Regions from separate parts of the Xenopus laevis genome. Here region 2 is linked to region 1. The links are chromatin contacts, called in public Hi-C maps. All regions are on one chromosome and are shown on one strand. Each heading gives the region's core, a stretch centred on a gene start, on an enhancer-like site or on the middle of the called end of the contact. The rest is flanking DNA. Distances are from core to core; before and after follow the strand shown. Region 1 overlaps arid1b.L (AT-rich interactive domain-containing protein 1B). Region 2 overlaps arid1b.L (AT-rich interactive domain-containing protein 1B).

Evidence for each region. A called contact is a pair of places that touch in the nucleus more often than the background predicts.
Region 2: a Hi-C map of the XL177 cell line shows a contact between it and region 1, with 2.1 times the contacts expected there. The contact joins two enhancer-like sites. A contact is called at or near these places in 2 of 4 Hi-C or Micro-C datasets (the XL177 cell line and the XTC cell line).

Annotation. Positions count from the first base shown.
Region 1 is chr5L:53,508,793-53,512,539 of Xenopus_laevis_v10.1, forward strand. All of the region lies in intron 1 of arid1b.L (AT-rich interactive domain-containing protein 1B), which reads left to right. Among protein-coding and RNA genes, the nearest start is that of LOC108716709, 120 kb to the left of the region's middle. Within about 2 kb of position 1,694, at least 5 of the 7 cell types and tissues checked have an H3K27ac peak or open chromatin away from gene starts, as enhancers often do.
Region 2 is chr5L:53,601,080-53,604,710 of Xenopus_laevis_v10.1, forward strand. The region is part of intron 11 of arid1b.L (AT-rich interactive domain-containing protein 1B); the gene reads left to right. Among protein-coding and RNA genes, the nearest start is that of LOC121393668, 85 kb to the right of the region's middle. Within about 2 kb of position 1,977, at least 1 of the 7 cell types and tissues checked has an H3K27ac peak or open chromatin away from gene starts, as enhancers often do.

The DNA.
Region 1 (3,747 bases), core at 444-2,943:
GAACACACTCTGAAGTATTTTGTTTGATAGCTCAAGTAGAGGGCTACTTGTGGTAAAGGGGAAGTGACCAATGACACATCATGGAACACTTTGAACTTTTCTTACCACTTCCTACAGCCCTTCTGTAGTGTCACAGTGCCACATGACAAGATGCTGGATGAAGTATTACAAGTAGGATTGTGATAGCAATGGGAAAAAACATGCATAACCCTAGCAGCCAAAATCCCCCTCAGGGTTTGCTCATTGCCTGTACTTACAGACATCATAAAACTGCATCAACATTGTACTGAGTTCAATATGGCGCAAACAGTTTAGTGGGTCCCTTAAGGTATCACCGTAAATTTTTTTGTTTTTTGTCAGTCTTTTTTCAAACACAATTTTGAAACACAATTTATTATTTAGTAGCATGCAAATGTAATTGTAGGTGGATTTGAGTTGAAAAGTATGCCACCACCCATTACAATGTTTATAAATTCGTAATTACTTAAAATACTTGAAATATAATTGACATTTTTGATGTGCCTAGAGTCTTCATGGCACTAAATATTACAAATACTATTTTTTCATGGTGTTTTTATCACAAGTGACACCAGCTATCATGATGAGGTTGAGGCATAGGGTAAAGTTTAACTGGGTAGATAATTGTCACTGTGGGTGATTTCTCATTTCAGCATATGCTCACAGAAATTTTATTTTTATTTCTTATTTATTTTTTTTTTTTTAACTGACATGCTTTGTTTTTTTAAGACCTGATACAGCAAAGGTTTTGCATTGTTGAATTTCGTACAGCTGGAGCATCCCTAGAAGGGCCCCATTTTCCTGTGCTCGCTCTGTGTGCCTGTAAATGTTTCTCTCTCCTCCCCCTTTCGCTTCTTTCCATGCTGGCCTGCATGTCAGCTTCAGAGTTAATCATTCACCAGCGTGACAACTTATCTATTTTTATTGGTTGCCAAGGACTGTTTTGGAGAGGAGGCTGCAATGGTGAAAAAACCATGTGAAAGATAGAGACACTGGGTAAAAACAAACCCCTGCATATAGACAACATTGGTAATCACACTATCATAATAACAGTAATAGACTGTGACAAGCCATTTACTGATAATCTATATTCTCCAAACACAATTGCCGCTATTCATTGTTTTTCCCTGTGGTTTTTATACCAAACACGTAATGGTGGGCTGAGATTAATATTTATATCTTTCTATGTTTTGGGGTTGTTTCTTTTATCCCTAGGATAGAAATGAAGGTGTGTACAGGAGCCTTGTCCCTTTTTTATTGGTAGAAAGTAACAAAAAATGTTTTCTTCAAATTTATCTAGGTGCTTTGAGGAGTTTTTTTTCCTTCAGCATTTCTTCATTTTTATTCTTTATTCCTCCCCCCAGCCTCATGTCACTTTTATTTTTCTCCCTCCCCCGCAAAGTCAACTGTCAGGGGAACAGAAATCTCTCAGCCTGACAGAGTTGGGGGTGGAGGGGGGGGGGGAAATCAGCCCAGTTTCCTCAGAAACCGCAGCTGCTGCCTGAGTAGAAAACACGTCAAGCCGGCCCTCCAACATGCACAGCTGTGCCTTTGTAAAATCCTTATAAATGTGCAGAAGGACACAGTGCTGGGGGCAAAATCCCTCCCCTCAGAGGAAGAGGCCAATGCAAATGGCAGCACCCTCTCCTCAGAGAAAGAGGCCAATGCAAATGGCAGCACCCTCCCCTCAGAGGAAGAGGCCAATGCAAATGGCAGCCTGGAGCTCGGTTCCACCATGTAGCTCTTCTTTCTGATCCCCCTCCCCACCATATTGTGCAGTTTTGACACTGCCTCAAACTCACACAGAAAATAACTTTGTGTACATGTGTGCCTTCTTGCTACTTCATGTAAATGTTTGAAATGCAATGAATGTGATTGTCATTGCACAAGGTCTTGCTTTTGGTACTGTACCACTGCCGCCTATTCTGTATACAATCAGTTAAGGCCATGGTGTTGTGCAGCTTCGTTTTACTTTGATGGTTGTTCACAGATCAATTCTGTGCACAAGAAAATTATATTGTGGGATTTGTGTATTTTATTTAGATTTTATCCCACCTCTAAGCACATATCTGTATGAGTTGTAACTTGCTTTGTATAATTAAATTGAGTAGATGAGAGAGAAGTGAAAGGAGTGGAAATCTGAAAGCGGATGAGAGAGACGTAGAAGGAGGGGGTGTTGTTAAGGAGGTGCAGTCGGCAGAGAGGAAGCTAAGAGGGCAGGAACATGTACTGCTGAAGCAGACAAAACTAGGCCTGGCAGCTCTGGCTGTGGGGGATGGTGGGACGGCGGCTGCTTGATACTGGCTGGTTTCTAGGCTCTGGAGCAGCTGTGGGAGCAGAGAGCAGGATGCCACTTACACAGCACACACTTTGCCCCCATTAGTTTCATAGTCACTTTTGATATAGCTCACTCGTGTGCATTTGACGCATTTGTTTGGCATTATAGGTCTTTTTTTTTTTTTTTAATAAAACCATAAGGGAATCAAGACAGTAACACAGTACTAATCTGCTGTGTTATTAAGTTTATTTATCAAACTATTGTTAAGCAAGCATCCTGTATCGGGCAGATGCAGGCACTTCATTAAACTGGCTCTCCAGCAAACAATGGCAATAAAATATGGTTTGCATAATGACAGATAAAAAAGAATTAAACATTTTCAACGGTATTAGTGTTATTTGTAGCAGAAGCCAGCCCTCCTGTAGCCCAAGGCTTCAGCTCCCACAATGACTTGCATGGTCTGGAGAAGGGCCTCTGTGCAGAGAAAAGAAATAAATAGACAGTCTCTAACACCTTTATAACAAATTCCTTTTTAATGTATATTGCAAATTTGCTTAGAATTGCATTTTCTTTTATTATGCAAAATGTATTAGTTATTGTTTCCCTTTATAATGAAGGCACCTGTAACCTAAATAAAAAAGTTATCATCATTGTTTATGTTCACTGCTATGCGATATACCAGAATCACATAGTTGAATTAGGTTAGCAAAAGAGTTAAGCTTTACATTTTTTTTCTGTTTTTGCATGTGCCATTATGAGAGAACATTAGGTGGCAGTCTATTCCAAGCATGGTCTCATTCCCACAGTACAGGCACTGCAGATCTCCTATGTACTAGGGAAAAGTAAGAATAAAACTGTGTGCTTGATGTAAGTAGTGTAAGCTAAGAGTTTATAGCAGGGACTGAAAATTGTGCTGCTGTATTAATAGATCCAATTTAGTTCTGTTGTGTTCGTTTGTAGTTGGATTTTGACGTGTTATAATTGTTTGGTAGTGTTGAAGTTTCATAAATGTAACTATTAAAAATTAAATGAGGGTAAAAAGAGAGCAGTAATTGCAAGCAATCAAATGTTCTTTTGAAATAATAGGAGCCTTTAGTTGGTAGCATGTTTATCACACTAACCCCCATATGTAATATTAGGCACTGAGTTTGCCCAGGAGCAGTAACCATTAGCAACCAATAAGATTTTTGCCTTTAAAAAAGTGACCAGTAAATACAACCTGCTCATTGGTTGTTACAGGTTAGTGCACCTGGGCAAACGTGGTGTCATTTATTGCATTACCCCATTGGTTGTTTATAAGGCTTGTGGCACAAAATCTTTTTTGTTGTTTTCAGATAGATCACCAGAAATTACTTTTTCCAATTACTTTCTCTCTGCTCTGGCGGGGGGGGGGGGGGGTCGTCGACCCTGTAAACTGTTCTAAATTGATACATTTCTTATCTTTGTCCCTG
Region 2 (3,631 bases), core at 727-3,226, 93 kb after region 1:
TCCGCCAATTGGGAGGGTTGTGCTGTGGGTGAAGGGGTTGGCTGACCAAGGGCTGCACAACGGGGGTTGTTCAAATAGAGATGCAAACTCTGGGATTTACCAAGCCTGCCTCTCCAACCATTAGCAGCACCTCTACCCATACTAATGTTGTACACATCGGGGGTGCTAACTAAGTGAGCGACTTACACAACCCCTCTGATTTAGGCCCCACTGACCCTTTTGGTTATGTGCTTCTAAGGGGCGATTTGTGTTGTATAACATTGCATGTAATCTACTACCCCGATTACCCCCATATTTATTACTGAATACTGTTTAAACTGTTTTTTTGGGGTGACCTCCAGTAGCATACATTTACCACTTATCTTTACCATCAGCCCACTACCCCAAGTTAATCCGTCTCCCCGGTCCTAACCATGTTTTAATTATCACTGGACTTTTTTATCTTATTTATCAGTAATAAAAGTTAAGTTAAATGGTGTATAAATACGAGCTTGTGGACATGCTTGATGGGAGGGTGCAAATACATGGGTCAGTTCTTTCTCTTTCTTGTTCTCTCTTGAATTACCACTTGACCCTGCACACCATCTTCTGTTTTTCTCATTTGATGGGAGGTGCTCCCCAACTTCTTTTCTACATTTAATTTGGACCCTAGCTACTAGGAAAAAAATTTCCCTGCTATTTGTCTATAATGTCCTCTAATGTACTTGTAAACATGATTTCCTTTTTCTCTGTAATAATCCCAATTTAGATATAATTCATTAATTAATATAATTATTTAATGTTTCAATGATTTTTAGCTGATTCAAGGTATAAGGATCTAAATTACAGAAAAAAATTCTTATTTCGGAAAACCCCAGGTCCTGAGCATTCTGGATAACAGGTCCCTATAACTGTATTTATTTTGCATGTTTATAATGCCATCACAGTTGGAATAAAATCATATATTTTGGTGTTGGCTGAAAATTCTATTTAGTCCTACGTTTACTAATCTTTGCCATAGAAATATTTTTTTTAATAGAGAAGTAAAGTTGTTGACCACTTGGGGTGCCAAATGTTAGGCACCCCCAAGTGAATGTATGTTCTTACCTGAAACCTCGGGCTGGTGCTCCTATCAGCAGAAAACTGCACCGGCTCGGGGTTATTCCAATGAGCACCATGGAGCGATCCTCTTCCAGCTTCTTCTTTCTTCTCATGGCAGCACATGCGCATTAGAGTAAAAAGCCGAACTTGAACTAAAAATTTGGCTTTTTCATTCCACTGCACGAGTCTGCCCCAGGAAATTTGATGAAAGAAGAAGCCGGAAGAGAATCGCTCCGTGGTGCTCGCTGGAATAACCCCGGGCCAGTGCAGTTTTCTGCTGATAGGAGCACCGCCCTATCAGGTTTCAGGTTAGTAAATACATTCACTTGGGGGTGCCTAACATTTGGCAACCCCAAGTGGTGAACGACTTTCCTTCTCCTTTAAATATAAAGTTTTGCGCTTAGTAAGAAACTCCACATGGCCCCTGGAACACAAAAAGTGGAGCATCCAACATTTCTGTACAATGTGCTTCTTGCCAAGCGCACATGGGAGTCCCCAGTATTTACAGTTCCTGTACAAATGTGAAAAAAAAACAGTAAATCTTTACATTTTACATGTGCTAAACGCCATAGTATTTTCCAATACAAATAACAGCCTTGCTTCAGATGTATATTATATGCCCAGTCATGGAAGGGAATTCCACTCAGTAGGTATTGAGAAAAGGAAATAAAAGAGGCCAATGAAAGCGTAGCTGAGAGCCTGGCCCTAATCAGTGAGCTTACAAAAACCATTAATCTTTGCAGGCATGAAACAGGCTGATTTTGCTATTATTAGCTGACAGGTGATGTCACAGAATCTGTCCAGAAGCCAACAGGGAATCCCAAGCAGAGGAAGGGAGGGGGTTGTTCATGGGTTTCCCTTCTTTAGTAAACAAAGATGTCCTCATTGTGACCTCTGCTCAGAGAAGAACTAGTGACGTGTGGGTGCTCGCAATTTCCTCCCACCCCACCCTATCCCTCTACCTCAGCCAGAATTAGGCCAGTAGGTTCATGCTGTGTAAATTATCCTCCCAGTGTGGTGCTGGCTGCTCACTCTGAGAAATGCACTGCACTTAACCTCTAATAACCTCTCCTTTGTTTACTCTATAGCATGCTCCTCAGACTGCAGCCAGTAGGTATGCATAGCATCTCTCTCACATACTCACCTACTGTCTGCCAGAGGTTTCTCCTGGCACAAGGACTTGGATGCTAGGCTGCTTTAGTTTCAGTCATTGTGCAGCTACGTCCATTATATATAAACTCTGTGAGGCTGTTGGCATTTTCCTCATGTAGTCGCTCTAGGAAAAATTCTTTAATCTAAAATCACCACAGAATATGCACTATTGTTCTGTGAGGCACAAACTGACCTTCCGAATCTGTAGTAAATTCAAAAATTAATCATCACTTACAACAATTTAGGCAGTTTTTGGCCTTACGTAACTAATTAAATATAATTTCTTCCATGTTGGTAAAGCATTACAGAATAATATGCTGGCATGTGTTATGATAAAACTGGCCCTACTGTGTGTGTGAATGCGATAGGAATTTATAGGGACAAGGATAGGGTTGCCACCTGGCCGGTATTTTACTGGCCTGGACGGTAATTTACTGGCCTGGCCGGTAATTTACTGGCCTGGACAGTAAAAATGTTGCTTGAGTGTGGGATGGGGGGGAGGCCGCATTTTTCCATATGACCAGGACTTGCTCGCAAGTTAATAAATTCTGGGTAGCCATAGTGAAATATATGTCTGATGAACTAGCCTTCCAAGGCCCCTGTACCCCGGAAGTATGTCTCCTTGGACTAGTCGACGATCTACTGCCTCTCAATAACACCTGATCGTTAATTAGGGTGCTACTATTTTACGCAAAGAATGATTAAATGGATGGCGCCCCAATTCCCCACAGTACTGGCATGGCGAAAAATGATTAACAAAACGCTTCCATTGATGAAGCTTACAAATGAGGGAAGAGGATGCCCGCAGAAATTTGATAAAGTCTGGACCCCGTGGTTGGAGGCGAATCCAGAGGAACAAATGAATTAGTCATGTATGGGAGAATTAAATCCCTGAGTAGGGAAACTAATTGGCCCCAAAATTGGTAACTGATAAAACAAAAGCGCCCACTGAGTTATATTTGTAAATTGATACTACTATAATCTTTATGTGAACAATTTCTACAGTCTTGACTAATGTAGAATTTGATGGTGCTTATTTGTTGTTTCTATCCACTTTATAAAGTTAAAAGCATAAATAAAATCTTTAATAAAAAAAATGTTGCTTGATGCCAATGTTATTTATAGGGAAAAACCACAAAAATATAGGAAGACCAGTATTTTTTTCCAGAAAAGGTGACAAGGACTGAGGTGAATGATGTATAATCTCTGTAAAGAGCTGCAGAATATGTTGGCACAGTATAAAAAAGGACAATAACAAAGAACAGCATTGCCATCTCTCCATATAAGCAAAAAACTCACTACTGTTGTAGAACCACAACTGTAATAGCTTAAAGGCAAGGAAAGCCAGAATCTCTGGGTGTCAGTGTTCCCAGTAGTGTTTTTTTAACCATGTACAAAA